Linked DNA regions of Mus musculus: region 1 is linked to region 2. A link is a contact called in public HiChIP or PLAC-seq data. All regions are on one chromosome and are shown on one strand. The core of a region is the stretch at or near the end of the contact, and the rest is flanking DNA. Distances in the headings are between cores, read along the strand shown.

What was found. HiChIP or PLAC-seq counts read pairs in DNA pulled down with a chosen protein or histone mark.
Region 1: a contact with region 2 is called in an H3K4me3 HiChIP or PLAC-seq map of forebrain, with 5 times the contacts expected there. The contact joins two enhancer-like sites. A contact is called at or near these places in 1 of 115 datasets of contacts at active chromatin or transcription factors (forebrain) and 1 of 9 other capture datasets (embryonic stem cells).

What each region holds. Positions count from the first base shown.
Region 1 is chr9:122,591,260-122,595,879 of GRCm38.p6, forward strand. No RefSeq gene overlaps it. Among named protein-coding and RNA genes, the nearest start is that of 9530059O14Rik, 21 kb to the left of the region's middle. Within about 2 kb of position 2,157, at least 45 of the 459 cell types and tissues checked have an H3K27ac peak or open chromatin away from gene starts, as enhancers often do. A contact at or near this core is called in forebrain, where this site is marked.
Region 2 is chr9:121,972,819-121,977,495 of GRCm38.p6, forward strand. It overlaps Gask1a (golgi associated kinase 1A), which reads left to right. Exons shown (of 5, transcript NM_177743.5): 3 at 3,530-3,652. Among named protein-coding and RNA genes, the nearest start is that of Gm39463, 21 kb to the right of the region's middle. Within about 2 kb of position 1,448, at least 32 of the 459 cell types and tissues checked have an H3K27ac peak or open chromatin away from gene starts, as enhancers often do. A contact at or near this core is called in forebrain, where this site is marked.

The sequences.
Region 1 (4,620 bases), core at 907-3,406, 620 kb after region 2:
GACCAGGAGGCCAAGGGACTGAGCAGACAGACAAGACCCAGGGAACCATCTCTATCCCAGGACACCCCCAGTTAGCAGCCTCAAGCCCTGAGCTGGTTGGGCTTGCTACCTGGAGTTTCTCCACCAAGTTAGTCCATAAGTAGATCCACAGGCTCTTTCCACACGGGCCCTTTCTCTGTGTGCTAGGACTGTGGCACAGGCTCCAGGGACTGTGCACCCTGCACTATTTTGTGGGAAATAAAACTTGCAAGCCTAGCCTAGAGCCTATGAGCAAGCCACATGACAGAAAATGGATCTTGGCTTGCACTAAGGGACACAGAACTGGAGTCGAGTCTGTGCAAAGGCAGGTATAATTGATACAAAAAGAATGAAATGTTTGAGCAGCTGCAAGTTCCCCGAGCAATGCAAACGTCCCCGGTGCCACAAGGTTTCCACTGTAATTACCACAATAAACAGTTTCCTATAGAGGATAAAAATTCTAAGTCTGAGCAAGGTTACCTGTCTCCAGTACTGTGGAAATGGTAGGGTTTTTGTCTTACCTTAAAAACAAGTAATTTTTCTACACTTAAATTACTTAAATCACCAATTAAAAAGTTTATAATTGATATTTGTTCTCCCAATGAATTTAACCTCATGCAGAGTGCTCCAATTTCCCTTACAAAATGGTTTGTTGCATGAGATAGCGTGAGGGCTTATTTTTGTTCTCCTTCTAAGATGAGCTTTTATCTTTAATGGGGTCACAGACAACTGGGCGGTGGCTTTAATGATTAAAATAGAGATGATACCATAGTCCCACCTAGTTAAATGTATACCCTTTACAAAATTCTGTTGATTCTTTGTATTAACACTGTATTTTGTGAAAAACTTGATACAGCTTCTCCGGTGTCTTACAAGCAGCTGAGTAGGGACGTCAACCCTGGTGCCATAATACTGAGGCCAGTGTTTCATGAAAGAAGTTAAGTACATGTCTCGGCAGTCCCGAAAGATGTTCAGTTAGATGTTGGACACAGGAGTTCCACGGCCAACCTTGAATTAGAATGCCAATTGTCAAACAAGTTTTTTTTTAAGTGTGTGTGTGTGTGTGTGTGTGTGAGAGAGAGAGAGAGAGAGAGAGAGAGAGAGAGAGAGAGAGAGATGTTTAATTAGCAGTCTAATTATCTACCAGAGACTTAGAATCACAGTCCTTCGTCCTTCCTGGGAAGTGGGAAATGCTTAGATTTTCTATAGGAAGTACCTGTATATACAGAGACTGCTGGTTGATTTTAATGTTAAAATACATATAACCTAATCAGAAATACCAAGTGTGGAGTGTGTGTGTCCCTTGTCATTGCACAATGGTGACTTTTGTGCCTCATGGGGTACATTCCTCACATCCCTGCAGGCTGCCATGCCTGCCTTGTTCCTTATGAAGAAGACAGGAACCTAAGGTCTACCTCAGACCTGAGAAATTAAAATCTGCCCATGCGGGACAATCGTCTTTCAGTCCTAGAAGGAAAGCAGATACCATCTAGAGGAAATGCTGCTTCTCCTGAAGCGCTCCAAAGTAGATGGATATAAATGATATTGTTTGATTTCCATTGATTTCTTTTTCCTAGGGTTTTTTATTCTGTGGAGTCGGAGGAGTATGTGAGCTGACAGTGCTGGTGACTTTCTATTTTTATAAGAACTCAAGCAAATTCTAACATGTTTCCTGAACATTTTGGTTTTTTTTCAGGAAACCTGAATGAGAGAGCAGCACCCATCCATGGGAACAATGAGGCATTCTGCTTTGTCTGCCTATAGGAGCTGTGAGCTGTGCTCTAGCTAAGAAATGCCAGCCACCTCAGCACCATCTTTCTGCATTTCACAACAGCAACTTTTGTTCTAGGAGCCCAGGCTCTATATGTTCTCTGTACCTCAGTTCTTCTCTTCCCAGTTTTTCTCAAATGGATATATGCTTGCCAGAGGATGAATGAGAAAAATGGTGTGGTCTTGGGTATTTATTTCATGACACTGCCCACAGGGGCTCGCTGGCCTGCAGGCCAGATGCCAGCTACCAGCCCGTGGTTCCTCTGTGAAAAGAGCCTTTCAGCTCCTTCACCTCCTGGAGAGAGCTGATTTTCCAGCAGTCGAGCTTGATCGGGGTAAATAATTAGAGAGCTTGAGAGGGAGAGACATCACCCTAGTGCTGTGTGTGACGTAGCCAGCCCCTGTGACTCCAGGCTGACACAGTCTCACAGCTTTCTCTACAGCTGGGAGGGGGAGAGATGGGAGGGGGAAGACAGAGGGAGGGGGAAGCAACAACGAAGCTTTGCATTGCCTTGGAAAACCAAAAGAAACAGCTCCTGATCTGGTGTGGGGTGAACCTCCTCAACCTGCTCTTTTCTTCTGGAATCTGCGTGCACAGGGCCGTTACCTGGGCATACTGACTTATTTCACAGGTTTACTGGGCTGTTGGAATGTGCCGGACTCTGGGTGGTGTAGGCTGACCCTGAAGGGGCTAATAGCTTGTTGCCGAGCTTTTACAGGTATTCACTGAAAGCCACTTTTTAAGTACATTCACCATTTTTATGTGTATCTTTACAAATAACTGCTATTCTGAAACTTGATGGGTTTTATCCTGTCCTGCGTGGTATTTGTGAAAACTTTCTAAGGCAGTGTTCCTCAACCTTCTTTAACGCTATGACATTAGGAGCGAATATAGTTCCTCATGTTGTCGTGACCCACAACCAGACGATTATTTTTATTACTACGTCATAACTGTAATTTTGCTACTATTATGTTCTATCTGTGTTTTCTGGTGGTCTTAGGTGATCCCTGTGAGAGGGTCATTTGACCCCCATGGGCTCCATGGTGAGAAACTCTGCTCTAAGGCTTAGTGAAGGTCTCAGGTTTCCTCTGAACACTTTTACTGAAGCAGGCAAAACTGACTGCTGAGAAATAATAATTGGACAAGTGGCGTCTTGCTACTTATAAGAAAGATACAGTTACTCACAAATAATATGAAAAGAATATGACTTAAATAATTAAAATTCATAGCTACCACATGGTTGTATAATTACAAAGGCCCCTTAATAAACAGGATCCGAGCTGGAAAACATATAAAAGAAAGATCATAGCTTTGGGGGCTTCTCCTAAGCTAAATGAAACCCCCTGATCAGTATCAAGACATGAACAGCCAACTGGCTCCCTACCCAGGCTAGACTCTGATTTACTCACTGTAAGTCCCAGAATTAGTGGACCTCATCACAAGAGTCTTCCATGAAGGTGATGAATAAAGGCTGCTTTAGTCACCAGCTCAGCGAGCCCTGCTGCGTCCTGGGTTTGTGACAAGCCAGGATAGTTAGTCTAGGTCCATCTAGAGAGTAAATCACCCACTGTGATGAGCTTGGCTTTGTCACACTAAAATGTTTTTCTTGTTAAAGTGTATTCAGATCACATCTCCTCTATCAAGATTCTTTTCCTCCTTTCTGTCTTTCTTTCTTTCTTTCTTTCTTTCTTTCTTTCTTTCTTTCTTTCTTTCTTCTTCCTTTCTTCCTTCCTTCCTTCCTTCCCTGTATGTGTGTGTCCATCCACTAATTTATTAAAAAGTCAGTTTGTCTTGGAACTAAAAACAGCAATAGTTGGGTGATGTTAACCACCTACTTAACCAGCTTAGAAACGTCCTCCCTCTCCCCTTCCTCCTTTTCTCTACCATCCATCACTCCTTCCCTTCTTTCTCCTCTTCATTCTCTTCCCTCCCTCCTTTCTTCCTCTTTCTTCCTCCCTCCCTCCTTCCCTTCCTCTTTCCCTCCCTCCTTCTTCCCTTCCCAAGCCCTAGGTCTTTTGAAGGCTGCCCCGAGGCTGAGGTGTCAGAGAACTGGTCACCAGAAAAACAGGTCCTGGCAGGAAGGTATGCACACTGGGCATGAAATGTGGGAGAGACCAGGATGTCTTAGGTAGGGCATAGGGCAGCCTCTGGAGAACCCGGGAAAGCCTGTCTCACTGTAGTGGCACGTGTCAATACTGTGTCCTGGTGTCATCAGAGAAACCTCTAAGGGAAGCAGTATGCGGGAACCCTTGCTCCCTGTGCACTGGCTGGTCGGGCCCTAGCGAACAGCGGACAGCGTCTTTGTCTGCCTGCGCCCTGCGCTGTGCTTCCCATTGATTTTTAGCAACGCAGAGTTGCGCCCCCCCCCCATTCCGCCCCCTCCCCGCGTCTGCGTGAGGCGAGCCTGCTGCAGCTGCGGGGTTCCTCTAACTTCGAATTTCCTTATTACACACACACAAAAAGAGGTTCCTCCGGCATCCGATGGAGCCATTCCATCTGCTACTGACGCTGACCGGGTAAGTAGGATCCGTGCTCCAGTGGCAAGCCTTGGGGCTGTACGTCAGGTGTCAGGCTTGCAGGGGACCCAGCAGGTGCAGGTGCTCCTCCTCTTTGCGAGGTGAGCTCGCCCCTCCCCCGACCTCTGGGGGCCTTTCTTCCTGGGGTAAGCTATGAGTTCCTGCGCCCCAGGCATCTCAGATATTTTCCCGGAGCTACTGTGGTGCCCAGTCTTAGGCTGTGTTGGGACGTGGTAACCCTGCCCACCCATCTCACCGGGAGTCTTGATGCCCAGCTTGACACTGCAGGCTGAGTTACTGATTTATGAACATAGT
Region 2 (4,677 bases), core at 198-2,697:
TATGCATGTATGTGTGCATATGTATACACATGTGCATGGGTGTATGCATGTATGTGTGCATATGTATACACATGTGAATGGATGTATGCATGTATATGTGCATATGTATACACATGTGCATGTGTGTGCCTATGTATATGTGCATATGTATACACATGTGCATGGATGTATGCATGTATATGTGCATATGTATACACATGTGCATTGTGTGCCTATGTACATGTGCATGTGTGTGCCTATGTATATGTGCATATGTATACACATGTGCATGTGTGTGCCTATGTATATGTGCATGTGTGTGGGTGGGTGGGGGCCCTGATCCATGAGGAATTTACTCTCTGAGAAAGGTAATGTTCCTATGAAAGAAAGAGTGAATCTCACTCCCAGCAAATATTGGGACACTTGGGCTGCCAAGTAGAAAAGAAATCAAGGAGGGTCCCAGCTAAAGGGTGTGGGCCAAAATAATACCAGACATTTCTTCTGAAATCCGTCTGGCTTGGCCCAGAAGCCAGCTGAGTCTAGTCAGAGGAATAGGGCCACCCACACCCTGTGCTGCACCCCTGCCTGGCCTTCCAACTCTGTCAGATGGGCCTGTGGCCTTCTTTGGCCAACTGCAGTGTCTTGTCCCACCCAGATATTCTGCTTGGGATGTAATAGAGCCAGGCCTTTCCTGAAACCAGGTGGTGGGTATGATGGGCCAGCCAGTGACTACAGGCCTCCTTGGGGACTCTGTGACCTCAGGCTTTCTTGAAGACTCTGTGACCTCAGGCCTTCTTGGGGACCCCATGATCCTCAGGCCTTCTTGGTGAACCTGTGTCTTCAGGTCTCCTTGGGGACCCTGGGTCCTTGGGCCTCCTTGGTGACCCTGGGTCCTCGGGCCTCCTTGGGGACACTGTGGTCCTCAGGCCTTCTTTGGGACCCTGTGGTCATTCTTCATGCTTCATTCTTTCATTCTTGTGTTCAGAGACCTCACTACGTCTCAACTTGTGTCAAATGCATTCTGGGTCCTGGGGTCAGACTGTTTAAATTACTTACTTGTTTTATTTCAGTCATCTATTTTCCCATCCAAGAAATTATAGCCCTGAATGCCAGAGAATATATGCCTGCCACATGGCCTGTCCTCATGGTCAGAGCCAGTCTTCCTGGCTTCAAATCCAGGGATCGCCATTTGTAGCAATGTGGCCTTCAGCACAGTAGCCAGTCTCCCTCCATGGATAACTCACTGTCCTCTTCATAATTGGAATGGGGGTCCCTCTTGGCTGCCTTGAGGGACCCAGTGTGCTGTACTGGGTAAAGCTCCCAGCGTGGCACCTACACAGCCTGAGCTTTTAGGGCCTTCATTAACCAAACGCTCCAGGTTGAATTACAGTTTGCAGCACAGCCGGGCTGGCTCTGTGTTCTGGAACCACATGGAATCATCATTTCTTTGGATGACTTCTCATTTTTTTCAAAGAGTGGAGGAAGGGCCAAGTCCTGAAGGAATGTGAGCTGCTGCTGGAGCTGATGGGGAAACAAAGCAGACAGCGTGGCAGAATAATCAACCTGGCACCTCAGCGGGCACGCTCTTTCTGCCAGGCATCTAGGTGGGCATACATTTTAGAAGGCCAGTGTTGCCCGTGTTATGCTGGTTGGCAAATAAATGCTGCATAACGAGAAATCTGGATGGAGCAGCCCGAGACATGGTCAGGGAGGGCTTGGCAGGCGCAGAGGCCTCTGCTGGCTCCGACTGTGTGTTGAGGGAGGGCAGAGCATGGGCCAGAGCAGGCAGGGTTTCTGCTAGCCTGTCCTAATTTGCTTTCTATTACTGCAACAAACACCACGACAGAAATCAGCTTGGAAAGGAAAGGGTTTGTTCAGTCTTACAGCTGACAGTCCATCATGCAGGGCAGTCAGGGCAGGAATTCAAAGCTGGAACCTGAAGCAGAGGACATGGCAGAATGCTGCCTACCAGCTTGCTCCCCATGGCTTCCCCAGCCTAGTTCCTTATACAACAGGATGACCTGCCTGGAGGTGGGACCACCCATAGTGGGCGGGGCCCAACTTACATCTATCATTAATCAAGAAGATTTTGCCATAGACTCACCTATAGGCCAGTCTGATAGAGACATTTTCTCAATTGAGGGTCCCTCTTCCAAAATGACCCTAGTTTGTGTCAGGTTGGCAAAACAACAACCACCACCACAACACCCTAACCATACACCATTGCTCTGCAGATGCTAGGCCTGCATGTGGTCATATCACCAAAGTCCTTACTCCACACTGCACTCTGGGCTTTGGGCCTACTGCACTGAGGGAGCTGGGAAAAGCTTGCACCTCCTGAGGGGAACCTCTGGTCAGTGTGTCCCTGGAACTCTTGCCCCGCTTTAAATATACCCTCTGCCTATGTGATTCTCCTCTAGGATCTGAGGAATCAGGGCAGGAGGGAGAGTGTATGGTCAGGGGGCCCTGGGTCCATCTGCACTCTGTGACTGACAGTCTAAGAAACCTGTTGGTAAGGCTAGCAGACATGATTCAGTGGGAAGGGGGCTCCTGGGCAGGAAGTCTGGGTACATCTGATCAGTGTGCTGGCCCAAATAGCCCACACCCTCTCTGGGATACTGCCCTGCCTCCTGGAAGATCGGCAAGGGTGAGTCACTCACAGGGATCAAGGGATCCCCATCATGCTTATCAGGGATCGCTTGCTTTGCTCATCATGCCCATCATGGATCACTTGCTTTGGTCTTAGTCTTGTTAGGTAAGGCTGATGGAAAGGGTTCCAGAGAATTGAGGCCCATCACCCTGTGACTGTGGAGGCTGCACCAAGCATGGGTGGTGACCACATGGTCTATGCCTGTCATCAGCTGCTGCTCAGCCAGCAGGGCCTAAAACCTGATTCAGCTTTTGTGGACACCACCATCCTCTTTCCCTTTTCCACATCACAAATGGGGACCCAACATTAGGCTTCAACAACTTCATCAACTTCAAATCCAGCATTGTGTGTTCTCCTTTATGACCCCGGATGTGTCCGATCTCAGGGTGACATAGTTCCTGCCTTGTAGGTCTGCAGTGAGGAGGGAACAAGGTAGAGGTGGCAGGGCAGTGCTGGCCATCGGGGTGACATTCCTTCATACACCAGCAGCTCTGCAGCACCAACCTGCTGTCCGTCAACTCGGCCAGACACCGCCCGGGGTCCTTGTTGGGTCCTGGAGTCCTGGCTCTGGCAGCCTTCATGGGCTAAGCTTGGCCACCATTCCCACCATGCCAACTTAAGAGATGAGTTGTGGTAGTTAGCAGAGAGGAGCAGATATAGGGGTCCTGTGACCCCAAGTTCATCTTCAGGACACTGACGGAGTGTCAGGCTTAAACAGGTAAGGAATTAGGCAGAGGCCTTAGCAGAGGAATTAGCTGGAAGCCAGCACAGAGCTTATTGGCACTGACAGCCCCTAAAGACTATTCAGGAGTGGCCCTGGGCTGGAGTAGAGCCCAGCAAGCCAAGTGGCCTTGATGTTGGGTCTGGAGAAGACAGGTGCCATCCCAGCTTTCTCCGTAGGTCCACGACCGCCTGGATCGCTACTGCTGTGGCTTCGAGCCTGAGCCCTCAGACCCCTGTGTGGAAGAGGGTCTCCGAGAAAAATGTCGGAACCCAGAGGAGCTGCGGCTGGTCCACATCCTGGTATGTCTCCTGTGCATGCACAGTCCCTTGTCACATGAACACTGGGTATACCTCTCTCCTGCAGAGGATGCTCTTGATGCCTAGACACAAGGGCTCCCAATCTTCTCCCCCCCTGTGTACATGTATGCACACACGCACCTTCAGGTGAGTGCATGCGTGTGGAGGCAGCGGTTCTCATCAGGTGTCTTCCTCTATCCTTCTCACCTTATTTTTGGAGACTGGGTCTCTCATTGAGCTCAGAGCTTATCAATTCAGCTAGGCCAGCATTAACCCCAGGGACCCTCTTCTCTCTGTTCCTCACACTGGGGTTGCAGGAACTCACAACTTCACATGGATTTGCTACGAGGGTTCTGAGTTTTCAGGTCTCCATAAATGCATGGTAAGCCCTTTACCCACTGACCAGCTCCCCAGCCCTTTATAGACTTTTTTTTTTTTTTTTAAGTACTGGGGAATTCTGTCTTGCTGGTTTTAGCATGAAAAGGATTTAAGAAATGCTAAAGCCGCTTCCTATGAAATTTGGTTGTTGATCTATATGGATAAAGGACATAGTTGTGTGTTTTTGGTGATACTTAGGCAGAAGTGGCAAGAGATTGTGTGTGTGTGTGTGTGTAGCAAACATGCTTGTTTGTGTATGATAAGGCATGAAATTCTTGACCCTAAAGAGTAGGGTCCCCCCCCCCCGACAGTTCATTTCTCACCCGGGCTTCTGACCCACTGGATCCTATACCAGGAATCAGCCCCTTGCCCTGCAATTTAGCAGGCACAGTTACATCCAGGTCTGAGTTTGCCCTAGCTGGTTATTAGCTATATGATCTTGTGTAAATTACTTAACAGTTTTATGCTCCTAAGGCTGCTGGGAGGATCCATAGAGATGGTACACAGTCCTGGTGTACAGTAAGCCCTCAGCCATGGGACCATGTGGATAAGTGGGGTGGGGGCGGGGGTGTTGTGGCACCGACAGCTGAGGATGCTCATGGAGTCTCTTGAAAACGACTGAGTGGTACCAGTTACACTCAGCCCTAATC